Linked DNA regions of Acanthopagrus latus: region 2 is linked to region 1. Evidence: chromatin contacts called from public Hi-C data. All regions are on one chromosome and are shown on one strand. The core of a region is the stretch at or near the end of the contact, and the rest is flanking DNA. Distances in the headings are between cores, read along the strand shown. Region 1 holds the start of aqp11 (aquaporin-11). Region 2 holds the start of LOC119013405 (solute carrier family 35 member F2-like).

The links. Hi-C and Micro-C count contacts between places; a contact is called where the count stands out from the background.
Region 2: a Hi-C map of muscle shows a contact between it and region 1, with 6 times the contacts expected there. The contact joins the promoter of LOC119013405 here to the promoter of aqp11 in region 1. A contact is called at or near these places in 3 of 4 Hi-C or Micro-C datasets (all in muscle).

What each region holds. Positions count from the first base shown.
Region 1 is chr2:2,483,649-2,486,993 of fAcaLat1.1, forward strand. aqp11 (aquaporin-11) reads left to right here and starts at 1,461. Exons shown (of 3, transcript XM_037118597.1): 1 at 1,461-3,345. The coding sequence starts at 2,875.
Region 2 is chr2:2,618,352-2,621,518 of fAcaLat1.1, forward strand. LOC119013405 (solute carrier family 35 member F2-like) reads left to right here and starts at 1,850. Exons shown (of 8, transcript XM_037087900.1): 1 at 1,850-2,055. The coding sequence starts at 1,955.

The DNA of each region.
Region 1 (3,345 bases), core at 211-2,710:
AGCTGGCACCACTGGTTCATCAAGTCAAACCAAACAGAAGACAGACTCTTGTATTTATATGATTTAACACCTGATTCTGATCTGAAGAGCAGACTGAGCAGATTTAGAGATGATGGCTTGTTGACTCTCTCTAATGTCTTACTGGAAGACACAGGAGAGTACTGGTGTGTTGTGATGGGACCAGATGGACTTTGTGTGTCATTGTCCAGAACTGTTCTGAAGTCCAGAGAGCCCTCTGGGATGGACTTCACCCTCTACACGGTGAGGTCCTCACTGCTCCCTGGTCTGCTGGTGATCCTCTGTGTTGTTGTGGTGGCTGTGAACCAGAGGACCAGGAGAGGAGAGCAGCGTCCAGCTCAGACAGACACTTAATAAACAAACTGTATGTTCATACTTACTCATCATCATGGTTTATCACCTGTTGTACATGTAGGTACTCATTTCATCTTTGATACAGGAGGTTCTATATTATATATTATGATATTATATGATATTACATTATATTATATGATATATGATATGATATGATATGATATGATATGATATGATATGATATGATATGATATTATATTATATTATATTATATTATATTATATTATATTATATTATATTATATTATATGTTGATGGTTAAACTTGAGAGAAAGATGGAGACAGGTTATTGTTATTATAATTACTAATAATAGTAGTTGTAGTATTATTATCAGACTAGTAGACATTTTCTTGTTGTCCTGTTGTTGTTAAGTATGTAAGTTAAAATAGATAAAAAGAGGGGTAACACTTCATAATAACATTGTATAAAAAAATATTAAATCAAATTAAATTGTCGCAATAAATAAAACTAAATGTGATAATGTTATTGATATTGATAGCATGGGAATAAATAGCTGACAGTTGTAATATTAATAATGATAATAACAGAAATACTAATTATAGTTTTAAGGATGTATATTGATGTATAGTGAGTATATAGAAGTAATCTTTGAACTTTCCACTGAAGGTGTATTTTTTAATCTTTTTACTTAAAATTAAATCTTGTTCTGATGATTTTGTTTTTTAACTGTATGTGAAGGAATCTGAGTTGGCTTTTATGCATTTATATATATAATAACTGTATCTTGTAGTGTTGTTAGTGCTGTATAACTGTTATTATACTTCGGTCTGTATCAGTCATCTGTATAAATGATCAATACATGTTGATACCCAGTTTTTACTGTGTTGATTGTTACTTCTGACTGTAATTATTATAAGTAACTCATCTCTCAGTGTGCAAAATATTTCTTAAAGTCAGATTTACTCCGTTCATATCATAGTTTTTATCAGTGCCTGTAGTGTTTTGAACGGCAGCGTGTTGCCGCTACAATACAAAAAGAAAAACAGTTCAGTATCATGTTATAATGTGAAAAGTTTATTGTTGTAATAAAAATGTTGTTTTAACATGACAATGTAAAATATCTTTAATAACATTAAAATATCTTGTCATTGCTTATCCCTTTCCATGGGGTCATGGGGTGTTGCTGCTGGAGCCAATCCCAGCCTTGTCTCAGGGCGAGGGCAGGGTACTTGGACAAGTCGCCAGCTCATCACAGGGCCTTACTGATGAGCACTGTGGGGACCTTTTGATCACTAGTCGACCGGCTCTGCCCGCTGAGCTACAGCCGCCCCATTAAAATATCTTATTACATGAAATGTTTTATAACAGTAAGTTATCACATTTCAACAAGAAGTGTTTGCTGTTATAATGTGATCAGTTTGTATCTCATAATATGAAAATGTCTGTTTATCATGTAAAGAGCTGTTATCATTTTAAATATTCTTGGAACATTTTACTGTTTTTATTATGTTCAATAAATTGTATTTCAAAATGAATGAAAATGTATCTTGCTGCATTTTATTACTCTCTATCAGTCATTTTAATGTCTACAATAAATATTGATTTCTGAATGCTCATATAAGAGTGACAGAAGTTGTGTGAACAGGTCTGATAGCAGCTTCAGTCGAGGAAAAAGCAGAAAATATCAGTAAACTGGATTATAGCTCCCAAACTTTTATTACAAGCGTCAACATTTAAACTTTAACATCCATCTCACCAGGACGGATTAAATCCCTCATCACTAACATCTCCTGTGATAAACACACAGGTCCTGATGAGGGAAACACTTTGAAAACCAAAATATGACAGAATATTATAGTGATTATTTAAGGGAGCTGTCTGTCTGAGTGTGTTTATTTCTCCTCATTAATCTGCTGCATGTTGTTTGTGGATCTGATGGAGACACATAAGAACACAACCACATGCATCTGTTATCACTCATCTAAACATATGAATATATACAGTCAGTGTACTTAAAGGATGTGATCCCATGACAGCATCCACACACCAGTCACTGATCCACTAACTGGTTTCAGCTTGGACCAGTCTGAACTGGTTTCACAGACTTGTTTGCTGCTCAAAGCGATTCTGTTTTGCCTCGTAAATAACTATTCTAACATTACCGTCCAACGTGCTGAAGCGCACAAACCTTAAAAAGAATCGGAGAGGGAAGAGAAGAAACGGCAGGATGAAAAAGAGTAAGAGAAGCAGCGATACCAGGTCGAGGAGGAGGAAAAGTGGGGAGCTCGGTCACTTCCGCACCATGTGAGCTACCGGGGCTGAAGCTAATTTGCTCCCGATTGGACCCCGCATCCTCCGGGACAGAGCAGCAGCAGCAGCCCGGCACAGCGAGGCTCTGATCACAGGAGGAAGTGAGATTGATCGGTACAGAGCGAGACAGAGGCCTGGAGGAGGCAGCAGCTGCTCGGGGCGTTCAGCGGAGCCTCTCAGCGGCTGAAGGCGCAGACAGTCCCCGACAGAGAGCGCGGACCTGCCGCCAGCATGACTGCAGACGTGGCGGTGTCTCTGGTGCTGCTCGCGGGGATCGTCGCGCTGAGCGACGCGACCCGCAGGTTGCTGACCAGGGCCCTCGCGGACACCAGGCTCTCCGTGTACGCGGTGGAGCTCGTGTCCACCTTCCAGCTGTGCTGCTGCACGCACGAGCTCAGGCTGCTGTCCGAGGTGGGCGGGATCGAGCCTCGACTCGCGCTCACCTTAACGTACCTGGCAGCCGTGATCCATGGGCTCACCTTCAGCGGGGCCATCGGCAACCCCTCCGGTGCGCTGGAGCACGCGTACCACGCGAGGCTTTCGGGCTGGTGCGCCCTGCGGCGGATCGCGTGCCAGTTCGCTGCGGCCGCCGCCGCGCGAGCCGCTGTACCTGTGATCTGGGGTTTGGGTTTGTCGGGACTGCACGCGCGCCATAAGCTCCTCGGTTACCGGTGCGTCAGCCCCATTCACGCGCCACTGACC
Region 2 (3,167 bases), core at 600-3,099, 140 kb after region 1:
TACATATTATGTATACAAGAATCTATGTCTTACTTTTTTATTATATTGTTTATTTTTTACTATTATTGTTCTTTATTGTTAAATTGAACTGTCCTTAAGCTGCTGTGACACACAAATATCCCTGTTTGCAGGACCAGTAAAGTAGTTCTGATTCTGAATCTGAGTCAATCATGATCCCTGGGAATTGCACGACTTAATATTCTGATCAGTCATAAATAAGGAAATTATTCTAAGACTTTATGGCATTATGTTTGTTTTGGGACGTCACATGGTTCTGACATCAGAGCAGCCTAAAGTGCACTAACAAAGGAAAGTGTATCGACCCTGATGTCCAGTAGGTGGCGCCTGCTTGACACAGTTCCCCCAGGTTTGACAACTCCTATCTCCCACTGTCTGAGAGCGCACCTGAAAGCATCCCACTGTGTCAAAATCCCTAGCAGAGAAAAAGAATAAGTATATTTCACCAAACTTTGATGTGGAATAAAAAACGTTCTAACATAAGTAGTAAAAAATAATAATTATTGTTCTCTGGTAAGAATTTGATAAAGTATTACTCGAAAAGTACACAGTAAAAGTACTTTATATTGTGCATGCAGGTAGTCTGGGAAGTACTATGTTCAGCAGTATATGAATCTTGGACTACTTATGGAAAATGTGTTTTTTAATTTTCATTCCACATCAAAGTTGGGCAAAATATCCCCTTTTCTCTGTTAAGGACTCTGACACATTCAATTCTGACAGGATTTAATAAAAAAAATAAACTTTATTTCTATAGCACTTTTAAAAGCAAGGTTTACAAAGTGCTTTGACAGACAAAGCAAGAATACAATTTACAATTACAAAGGACGATAAAATAGATTGCATGAAATGATTTTAATAACAGAGGAAAAAAAACGTAGAACAGAACTCAAAGACAGTTGAAGTAAAAATAAACATACAAGGACCACATCACATAAAGGCAAGTCTATAAAAGTGGGTTTTAAGAAGTGATTTAAAAGAATTTAATAATATATTTTTAAAGAATATATACAATTGGAAGCTTAGATGTTGCTGGACAAACTGTAAGGAGCCATTTTACATAGTAAACAAGGATCTGTAAAATGATGGACACATTTTTTGGAGCATCGTGTCATAACTGGAGCCAGTTAGTCCAGTGAAATTTGAAAAGTCTAGAAGTCTCTGTTTGCCGTCTAACAAAGAACATAGTATTTCTAGTTTCGCCTAATTTGGCACAAATAATGGTTTATTACATCTGTATTAGATTACTTAGGGTATGACTGTGTATATCTACTGCATAATATTTCTATTTCTTTTTGTCTACATTGACAAAAAAGTACAGCTTATTACATATTATTAATGAACTCTGAAATAAAGGGCGGCCAGACATTTTGCTGGTGCTTTTCTCCCTCTCCCTCCCACAGAGAGTTTTCTCTATTCAAACTTACTTACGCACACAATTTCTTGAGAAATGTTCTAGTTTTGCATCTTAACCTTCAAGGTACCTTTCAAATTAATGTAATTGAGTAAAAAAGTACAATATTTACAATACTTTAATTTGTTGTGGAATAGAAGTGTAAAGTAATATAACATGTAGGAAGTATGTAGATAAAGTACTTGAGTTGATGTAGTTAGTTTCCACCATTTCCATAAAAATCACACCATGATCAACTGAGTTACTTTTCCTCCAACACGAGTCGTTGTATCATCAGCAGATAACAGCTGAGAGTGAAAACAAGTGGAAGCGCGGTGATGATTTCTTTAAATGCTTCTTTCATCATCAGTTCTTATCTGAAAGTGCTGCAGGCTGTCTTCAACTCGCTCCTGAAGATAAGTGAAAGATTGATCTTTGCCCTCTGGGTCCATTAATCATTCAGCTCTGGCACAGTGAAAGTCAAGGATTTAAAAGCTCCCAACAGTGAAAACTCAGAGAGGAATCCTCCGTCAGTGCAGCAACATGGATACTAAACAGCCTGAGGGAGCATCCAGAGATGAAGACCGGAAGAGTGGATTCATGATGAGGGTCAGGAAATTCAACCTCAAGGAAGTTTTGACCTGGTGAGTGGACGAGACGGGAAGAGAAGCAAGCTGGAGGGAAAAGTTAGTACAAACGTTTCTGTGTTTCTGTGGAGCAGAGATGAAGTCAGCAGTCTGAGGTGGAGAAGGTACACTTATGTTCAAACAGTGGTGCTGTTACTTTTCTGATATTTTAATTCAATTTTAGTAAAATTACTCACTTTAAAGTCTACTGAAGATTTTATGGAAAGTAACTTAATACATTTATTCAGTAACTGCACTCAACTTTTAGATACTTGTACTTTTTACTTGTGTATTTCTATTTCATACTTTATTTAACTGCAGTTCAGAGGTGAACATTACACTGTTTACTCCTGAATGAATCTGATAACTTAAGTTTCTTTGCAGATTAATAAAACAAAATATACTCAACAAATAAATTGGCTTATTATCATTAATTGATGCCAAGGACAAACTTAACAAGCAATGCTGCAGTGTGTAAAATAATTTAAACCATCATTACAAATCATGAAAGTGATCTACACATTAATGCATTGGTAATTACATTACTATAATATGATGTGATACAATATAATATTCATATTTCTGAAATGGTACATTCTAAATCATAAGTAATTTTACTAATTTATGCAGGCCTGTATTTTGAAGCGAGAACTTCTGCTCATTTATTTAAGTATAACAGATTTTTATTGATAATAGAGTAAAACTTTATTTACATAACCTCTTTCATGTTACAGCGCGCTTCACAAAACCAAAATACAAAGCACATAAAACCAGCTGAGAGCAACAGAGACTCAACCCAGAGAGCACAAAGAGAGTAAAACATGATTTTTGGTGGGTTTTGTCTTGGAACAGACGATATGATCTGCACTGTGGTGCTGCTTCTCTTCCTCAGTAAAAGATCTGTGCACTATTTAACAGACATTTAAAATGCAGTCAGGGTGAAGTTATTCATTCTTCAGCAGACACTCCTTGATGTGATGTATTTGTGCGAGTCTTAGGTGACACAGTCGAGGTTCAGTGATCTGTAAACTGTAAGTGATGACGTAAACAACACGATTGCTCGTGAAAATAATGTTGAAAAACAAAACATTTTCCTGTAGAAGAAGGAAGAATATGGAAGAGGCCACAGA